Regions from separate parts of the Mus musculus genome. Here regions 1 and 2 are each linked to region 3. Evidence: chromatin contacts called from public HiChIP or PLAC-seq data. All regions are on one chromosome and are shown on one strand. Each heading gives the region's core, a stretch centred on a gene start, on an enhancer-like site or on the middle of the called end of the contact. The rest is flanking DNA. Distances are from core to core; before and after follow the strand shown.

What was found. HiChIP or PLAC-seq counts read pairs in DNA pulled down with a chosen protein or histone mark.
Region 1: an H3K27ac HiChIP or PLAC-seq map of large pre-B cells shows a contact between it and region 3, with 2.4 times the contacts expected there. The contact joins two enhancer-like sites. A contact is called at or near these places in 2 of 39 promoter capture datasets (the C10 cell line and neural stem cells) and 1 of 115 datasets of contacts at active chromatin or transcription factors (large pre-B cells).
Region 2: a contact with region 3 is called in an H3K27ac HiChIP or PLAC-seq map of large pre-B cells, with 2.1 times the contacts expected there. The contact joins two enhancer-like sites. A contact is called at or near these places in 3 of 39 promoter capture datasets (the C10 cell line and neural stem cells) and 1 of 115 datasets of contacts at active chromatin or transcription factors (large pre-B cells).

The regions. Positions count from the first base shown.
Region 1 is chr7:75,294,068-75,297,175 of GRCm38.p6, reverse strand. All of the region lies in intron 1 of Sv2b (synaptic vesicle glycoprotein 2 b), which reads left to right. Among named protein-coding and RNA genes, the nearest start is that of 1500012K07Rik, 13 kb to the left of the region's middle. Within about 2 kb of position 1,510, at least 41 of the 459 cell types and tissues checked have an H3K27ac peak or open chromatin away from gene starts, as enhancers often do.
Region 2 is chr7:75,317,075-75,320,014 of GRCm38.p6, reverse strand. The region is part of intron 2 of 1500012K07Rik (RIKEN cDNA 1500012K07 gene); the gene reads right to left. Among named protein-coding and RNA genes, the nearest start is that of Sv2b, 9.3 kb to the right of the region's middle. Within about 2 kb of position 1,469, at least 19 of the 459 cell types and tissues checked have an H3K27ac peak or open chromatin away from gene starts, as enhancers often do.
Region 3 is chr7:75,653,968-75,657,054 of GRCm38.p6, reverse strand. The region is part of intron 8 of Akap13 (A kinase (PRKA) anchor protein 13); the gene reads right to left. Among named protein-coding and RNA genes, the nearest start is that of AU020206, 130 kb to the left of the region's middle. Within about 2 kb of position 1,269, at least 172 of the 459 cell types and tissues checked have an H3K27ac peak or open chromatin away from gene starts, as enhancers often do.

The DNA.
Region 1 (3,108 bases), core at 261-2,760, 360 kb after region 3:
AAGAGAGAAAGAACATAAGATGAGAAGCCAGTTTGAGAGAAGGCGGGGTGTATTCTGTGTCTCATGTGTTCTTGGGGTCGCTCTATATTTGGATGGTGACTGTCTTAGCTGAGGTTAATCCTCTTTGTTCCAGTCATCAGCCAAGGGATTAACTGCTTTAAACTCAAAGCTTTAGTGGCCCCACAATGTGAGCTTTGTTTTGCCGATGCCCGAGATTCAGGGGGTCAATTTCTGCTGAGCTAACACACAAGGCCCCTTTGTGGGCATTGGTCCTAGTTCCTTCGTGCTAGGGAGAAAGAGACGGAGGGGCTAAGAGGGGAAGTGATTTACTACTCCTGGGCAGATTTACGACCCAGAATTCCTGGCTTGAAATTCTCTACTTTGTACTGCCCTGGACTTCTGTGAAGGAGTTAGGTCAAGAACCATTGCTGAGTGAGCAGAGCAGTGACTCTATGGGAAGAGCCTTCACTGGTGTGAATCCCTTACTGTGTTCTAGCAACGTCTCAGTATGTCGATGAACAATCTAGGCGGCTGCCTCACTAATAGATAAGCTGTTTGGAAGCACACAGAAGGGACAACCTCCACCATGATTTTTTTTTTCTAGGTTTGTTGTGATTAAGATTCATCTCTGGGCTAAGAAAACTCTGCCTGGCCTAGTTGGGACCCACACCTACACCAAAATGTCAAAATGTGAAAAGCCCAAATTGCCTGTGGTGAGAATAGGGGGGGACGTTCTTCAAAGGAAGCTACCTAAGAAGAGCACATGGTTGCTAGGTAGGCAAACCCCACAGATATTTGCCACACTGAGCAGACTCCTTCAGCTGCAGTAAAGTTCATGGAACATTAGCTTCGTGGGAGAGCATCGTAGCCTTCCAGAGTCTGGCCATTTTCTCCAGCTCTCCTCCATTACTTAGGAGCTGAAGTGTTCACAGCTATCTTGCTTACTCTAGGATTGCATTAAAAAACTAAAATGCACAGAAGCAAAAAAAAATGCAGATTTCCTCCCTAAATTCCTTTACCTGTATTATGTATGTACATTGTATGCATGTATGTATGTACATATGTTTGTTTGTATGTATTTACTGTTTATTGATGGCCCATTGTGCCAGATGCTGGAATTAGTGGCAGGCAGAGAAGATGTGATCCCTGTTCTGAGGGGGTATATCACAGCTTAGTAAGTTGTAAGGCATCTTTGCCTATGTATATAAAACACACACAAACATTCTTAATATTAATTGTTTATCCTGTTGTTCAGTATGGCAAGCTTATTTATAACTAGATGCTTGATTACTATGCATCAGGGTGCTGACCCCACTCAAAGGAAGAGGAGTGTCTGCATCACACTGAGTTACTTGGCGGATGAGCATGACTTTGCACATTCTCCCTGGACGTAAGAGTACATTGGCAATGGAAGAGTAAAACTCCATCCTGGGACCATGCTGCTTGCCACTCTGTCCCTCTGAGGCTGGGAGAGTGGGTGGCCCTCATTTGTGCTGCTTCTGTTTGCAGGCTGTGAATGGGAGCTGGCACTGCAGGCTGCTTTGTTGTTGTGCGGTGATGTTTGAACACGGGGCAGCATATTGCTTTGCTATTATCAATTTATTTGTGTAATCCCAGCAGCTGGCAGTGGTATAATAACTTTCAAGTGAGAAAAAAAAAACCCTATTTGCTTAGAGAGAATAAAAATAGACAGAGAATGAGGTATGTCACAGATGACAGAATTCACAACGGCAGGATTTTTCTGTGGTTAGAATTCCCAGTGGGGTTTTCAAAGTGCAGAGAAGGGTCATGCTTTTGGAAGGGAAGCCTGTCTTGTCTTCTTTGCATGCACCAACAGAGCTAGAAAAATGGCTTTAGCTCTTGGGATTTGCTCAGGCTGTTGCTGGTGGGGACAAGCAGCCCTGCCTGAGACTGAATCCAGTAGAGTACAGACTTGGGTAGTAAAGTGCCATCCTTTGCCCTTTCCACCTCGTTGTTCTTCCCCTATGGTATGATGTGTTGAGTCTTCAGAAATATGGCCTTATTATCAACTAGTCCTGATGGGCAGCCAGAAGCAATGTCAGAAGCCTATATTAATTTAGAGACCTCTGGGGTCTTACTGACCAACAATTCAGAGGGAGGGGCCCCATGCCTACCACTGGGATTCTTGTTCAACAATCTGTGGCTTTTGGGAGGAGAATTATCCACCTGTGCAGGGTGCTTAACTTCAAGCTTCCTTTTGTTAAATTATGCTTTTAATTAGCTCTCCATATGGGTTTCAGACATCTGAAGCTTTGGCTAACTCTCCCAATCCCTCTCCTTTCCCTATGCCTGTTTAAATCTTCCCACCTCCAGAGACCTCTCTCCCTATAGTGATATCACATGTGCTATCTTCCCTCCCTTAAGAACCTCATTTAATCTTCTTTTTCTAGTTTTCTTGCCACCATATACACTCCAAATTAAACACACAAATCTGAAAATGTGACAGGAGGATTTACATTTGAGAGAGAACATTTTTTATTATTGTTGTTGTTTTGCTGAGTCTGTGTTAGCTCACTTAATATTTTCCATATATATATATATATATGTGGGAGATATATATATATATATATCTCCCACATATTTTATGCTTTTGTTATTTATGGCTGAGTATCATTTCATTGTGTACATAGAGAACACATTTTCTTTTGAAAAACTTTTTATTGATTCTTTGTGAATTTCACATCCTTCACCCCAACCCCACTCACCTCCTTGTCTCTTCCTATGCGCTCTTTGCCCTTGCTACCTCCCCACCAAAAGAAAAAATATCCTCCTTGTGGAATCTGTAGTGTGTGACAACAGTGTGTCCCACACCATATCTGTTTGTCCACACTTCTTTACTTGCAAATATTCATTGCAATGAGTCACTGGTCTGGTTCAAGACCTCTGTTTCTGCTACACCATCAATACAGGATCCTCACTGAGATTCCTATTGGATACCCTGCTGTTGCCCTGTGTCATGGAGATCCTGCAGCTTTGGATCTGTAGGACCAGCCCCTTCACACACTCCAGCAGTTCATAGAAAAACCCATTTTCTTTATCCATTTGTGCTGGCTAGACACAAACTAGAGTTGTCTGAGATGAGAGATT
Region 2 (2,940 bases), core at 220-2,719, 340 kb after region 3:
TACCCAGCTGGTCATCTATTGCCCTTCTATTTCGAGAAGTGAAGGCAAACCAAGTTCCAGGTATGTGGCTTTAGTGTTACAAGCTACCCAGGCACACATTTCCCATTTCTAAGCCACAGGATTCCCCACAAGCCGAGCATTTCCCTCAGGAGAACAAAATGAGCCTGTGCAATGAACTGTAACTATTTGCAACTATGAATTATGGAGTTATTAATGCGGGAGATCCAAGCTTAGTTAAATTAGCTTGTAAGTGGCATCCGATCTATAGAGATTCTGTTTGATCAGGATGCTAGTCTAATTCATAGCTGAACTGCCTTCTATCTAACTTTCTCTGCAGGAGCCGCCATTAATGAATCTCCGAGGAAAATCTTAATAAGCCAGTGAGTAAAAGTATTCTAAATCATGTCCTAAATGGGTTAAACAGGACAGATTTCATGACTGTAAACCTGTGTAGCCTTACATCTCCTGGCTCCCTTGAGGTCCACTTTTAAGAAGATGAAAGCAACTAGGAATTTAGTGTTTATATGCTATTTTGGAGGATGAACGATGTGCTAAAATTAAGGGGAACCGATTGACAATCCTTATCTCTTTAGCAGCCTTTCTGTTACCACTTATGCCACAACATACTGTTCATGATTTATCTGCTCTCTCTCTTTCTGCCTTTTCTGTTCTCTCCCCATCTCTGTCTCTGGTGGTGCTTGGAATTGAAGCCAGGGCCTTCCTCAGGCTAAGCAAGTACTCTACCATCAAGCTTCCTCATCCCTGTCACCATTTGTCTAGTCTATATATATTATATATTATACTATATACTATATATTACATATCATATATTATATATTGGACAAATGTATACATGTATGTATGTATTTGACTTCTAGGGCATTTCTCATACTAGATGAGCCACACTCAGGGAGAATCCATCATTTGATCATCTGGACACTTGTGCATAAAGAGAAGTTCACAGCACACAGTGCACCCTTTGACTGATGTGGGGTGAAAGCTGGCATGTCAATGCTTCACTCTTCTAACCCCTGGGCAACATTTCTATGTCATGTTTTATATGTTTCTTCAGAAATTTCCTGCGAGGTTAATGCTCACTTGTTGACAGGAGTGACTAGTGGAATAATAAGCTCTTAACTGTGCGTTTCTTCCTCTTCTATTTCATCCTTGAGATTATACCTACCCTTGCACTCCGAGTTCTGCATGCAAAGGCTACGCTTTCAGGGGAAAAATAGTCAACGGCATTTGGCACTGGGAAGTGTCTTGGAAAGCAATTCCTCAGGATGGAATCTGATGCGAGCCCACTGCCTTGGAGGCATTGCACTGTGACTGTCACTGAGACTTTCTGGGATGGAGAACTGTGATGAGGAGCAGGTGCAAGAGGAAGCAAGGGTGTGGATGGAGGAGCCTGGGCTAAGGCAGCAGCCTTCATGCAGATGCTGGTCCTCAACATGGCTTAGAATGGCTGCCAGCAGCAAGCAGAGTTCTCCACTTCCTCTTTCAAAAGCAATGAACCAGAGACAGGCCTTCCAGGAGTGGTTCTTTATTTAGCCAGACCCTGCAAACCTTCTAAAATCAATCTCTGTGGCAAAGAAATGCTGTTAGGCTTGAGTTTCTGAATAAGTCATAAGCAAGGGGGCTGGTTTACCTCTAGAGTTGCTAATCACCAGCCTTAGGTCAGTAATGGGCTGCACACAGAATTTACATCCTTCTAAACTCCACAATTGCTGAAGAAGCCTGGATTGGATGGAGTATAGATTCTTTGAACTGTGTCTTCATTTCTTCATGGAACATATTCCCTTTAGAAACTGGAAACACAAAAATGACTATATATAAAATTACATATCAGGTTTACCAAAAAAATCCCTGTTTTAATATTAATACATATATCTAAAAATGTTACAATGCAGTTCATTTCTTTATGTATAACCAAACATTTAAGTACACATTTCAATATACATTTTAAAGAATATATATTTATATTATAGCTGGCATTATTGAGTTCCTACAGTATACCACAATGTTTCTTGTACCCTCATTTTCTGGCCTCTTCATGGTCATTCTACAGGACATTTCCTCATCCTGTCCCACAACCTATACGGGTTCAGCAATGGTTTTACAAGTAAAATTTCTTGAGATAGATTGCCAAACTTCTGATCTGGAGGTATAGGTGTTCTGCCTGCATGAATATCTGTGTACTATGTGTGTGCCTGGTACCTAAAGAGGCCAGAAGAAGGTATCAGAGCTCCTGGAACTGGCTGTGAACTGCTATGTGGGTCCTGGGAATCAAACCATGATCCTCTGGAAGAAAGGGTCTTAACTGCTAAGCCATCTCTCCAGCCAGCCACGTGACCTCTGGAGCTTGTTTCACTCCTCTGTGAGTCTCTATTCTTAGTTCAAGAAGGCAAGGGGACTTACTTTACGATGTTGCTGTGAAGACTAAATAAACCAGAACATGAAAGTAGTTTAGTACTGTGGCTGGTATGTAGTAAGTACTTACAAAGGTCAGCCGTAATATAAGTGTATATTTAAAAATAGTCATGACAAATACAGAAGTGGATGCTCACAGCCATCCATTGGATGGAGCACAGGGTCCCCAATGAAGAATGGACTCAAGGAGCTGAAGGGGGTTGCAACCCTATAGGAGGAACAGCAATATGAACTAACCAGTACCCCCAGAGCTCCCAGGGACTAAACCACCAACCAAAGAAAACACATGGTGGGATTCATGGCTCTAGCTGCATATGTAGCAAAGCATGGCCTAGTTGGCCATCAATGGGAGGAGAGACCCTTGGTCCTGTGAAGGGGAATGCCAGGATCAGGAAGCAGAAGTGGGTGGGTTGGTGAGCAGGGAAAAAGGGGATGGGATAGGGGGTTTTGGGAGGGGAAACCAGAAAAGAGGATAACATTTGAAATGTAAATAAGGAGAATATCTAATAA
Region 3 (3,087 bases), core at 20-2,519:
GGAGGTGAGGAAGAGATATTGTAATTAGAATATATTATGTAAGAGAAAAATATATTTCCAATAAAGGGGAAAAAATCAAGACAGTACATTAATTCAAAATCTCCAACAAAACAAAACCCTAGAATGGACAGAAATGAGTGATTCAGAAAGCAGGAAAACAGCTAGTTTCAACAGTTAGAAAAGCTAGTCAATAGTATCAGCAAACCGTAGCTGCTCTGATGAGGAAGGTTACAAGCTACCCGAGCTACACAGTGGTACCACAAGTCTAAGAGGGAAACCACAGGGTCTACACACAGGAAGGATATTAAAGACTGACTATAAACAACTTCTGTGTTGAGTTCACTAACTCTAAAGAAATGATCAAATCTGCTCACAATGACATAAATAACTTCAGTATTCATTCAAGCCACTGAATTTGTGGTTTAGAACTTTGCTTCAAGGGGAACCCCAGGCCAGGAGCTTTCTGGTGAATCCCACAAACACTTAAGGGAGCCGCAACACAGATCTTACGCAAACACTTTTAGGAAACAGACAAATAAACAACAGGTCACAGCTTGTTTTCTGAGCCGCCAACATCAAAACCAGATAAAGGCAGAAAAGCATTGGTCACTCTTAGGAATGGTGCAGAATCACTAGCAGAATTTTTGGTAACCTGACTTAGGCAATCCATGTGGAAGATAAGCATATCGTGAACAAGCGGGTTAATTCTAAGAACTCTATCGTAGTGTTGCAAAAAATATGTACGTAACAGCAATTGGTGGAGGGAGGAAAGGGAAGAAAGAAATGATGTAAATACAGTATAGTCTCAAGAAAATAAACAATTAAAAAATTCAGTTTAGGTCTACTAACCCTCAAACTGAGGAAAACCAAAAGGGGAAGACAACTTGGTAAAAACTGATACCTACTAAAATAAATGATCAGAACACTAACAGAAAAAAAAAAATCCTCAACCTGATAAGACATTCTTAAAACACAAAACAACTCTATATAGTCAGTCAACATCATTCCCAAGGATAAGAAGACTAAGTGCACTAATCTGAAATCAAGAATAAGACCGAAGAACAGCCACCGTGCTACGTGTATCCAGCACTGCTCTGGAGGGCTACTCAGTGCACCAAACAGAAAAGAAACAATACATGCAACCGGAAGAAGTGGTGAATCGACTCAAAGATGACCTAACTGTCTACAAAGATTCTAAACAACAAGCATGCTACTAGAATAAGTGCCCGAGTGTTGTGAGGCAGACGCCCAAGTCAGTATTAGTTTTATGTATTGGCAAAGATACGTAGACACTAAAACTGAAAGTAAAAGCTATAGCATTTACAGTAACAGCAAGACATTTGGTTAGGGAAAAATGTAAAAGATGGATAATATTTACACCATGGAACTAAAAAAAAATACTGAAATTAAAGGTTCATACAGAGAAAGGACATTTGTAAATCAGAAACTCTAATAGTTATATCCCTAAAATCATGCACATGACTTTAAGAGCCACATGAATCAAGCCAGTATAGTCCTGGTGTAAAACAGGATAAAGGTCAGTGGAAAAGAACTGAAGTCAGCTACTTAATTTGACAAAGATGCCAAGTTATTTCAATAGGGAACAAACAGGCAGGGGCCTAGAATAAGCAGCTTACTAAAAAACAGCACTAATACAAGACATACACGAGAAAGCATTCCTAGCTGTGCCATTCAACAGGAGAACAGAAATGAAAACTCTAAGGAAGACTGCCCAGGGGTTTGGGGTGCCTGCTGTTCTTTCAGAGGAAACCTATGTCAGGCAGCTCAGAGCAGCCTGCAACTCCAGCTCCAGAGAATCTGATGACCTCTTCCGGTCTCTGGTGGCGGGGTGATGGGTGGGTGGGTGGGTGGACCTCCATAAACAAGGCAGACACAAAACAATTCAAATAAACCTCATAGGTATACAAATATATGACTACTAGAACAGCTCAGATTAAAGACTAATAGTACAAAGTGTTGACCAGAATATAAAATAATGGAAACTCAGACACACTGTTAATGTCATGTAAAAGGATAGATTTTGGAAACTAGGCTAGTGGTTTCTACAATGTCAAAAAACACTCAGATTACACCCAGCAATGGACTAAAGTTATTAATAAAAGCAAAATCTTTCTTTTAAAATTCCCCGTCTGTCTGTCTGTCTGTCTGTCTGTCTGTGTCTGTCTGTCTGTCTCTGTCTCTCTCTCTCTGTGTTTGAGCACGCACGCACGCATGCATATGTGTTTGTGCTCATGCCATGGTATATGGAAGTCAGAAATAACTTGAGGCAGTTGGTTCCCTTATACCACAATGTAAATCCCTGTTATTAAACTCAGGTATCAGTCTTGTTTGCAAGCATCCTGACCTACTGAACAGTCTTGCCAGCCCCAAACATATTTCTGTACTAAGACTTTTTAATGGCAGCTTAACTCATGGGAGACTCAGACTGACAGAAATAACTTGTCGTACATCCATACAATGCAACATTCATAAGGAACAATCTACAATTAAAACAACACAAATAGTTTTATGTTAAGAGGCAGATGGCAAAGACAAGAAACAGAAGCCTACTTTCTTTTTTTAAAAAACAAATAAATAAAGCCAAACTAAAACAAATAAAAACAATCTCCCAAGCAGTGTTTCAGAGAATGTTCTAATTTTTTTAACCTGTACCTCATTTTTACTGTGAGACACTTCTCTGTTAGCAAGCAAAGCTATCACAATTCAGCATAAAAGTAAATTTTGAAGTGGGGAACATTAAAACAATCCTTTTGCCCCTTTCATTATAACAGAGGTTGCATAAGCACTGAAATAACTTAGTTAACAGAAATCAAAAAGCTTAGAGGAGTCTCAAATATCAGAATGAAGAACATGCAAATGAGTCTCCCTAAACTAGGCAACTCCTCCCCTCTCCAGTACTGCAATGGTGTTCTCAGCCAACACTCTGGCAAAGGCTAACATGTGTGTCTTCGAATTTAACTCTTCACTATCCTCCTGATTTCATGGCCACTGTGTAAATGAGACACTTCTTGAATATGCATTCACTAACCCTGTGTGTCTTTCATTTTAGGCACCAGTATGGTACAT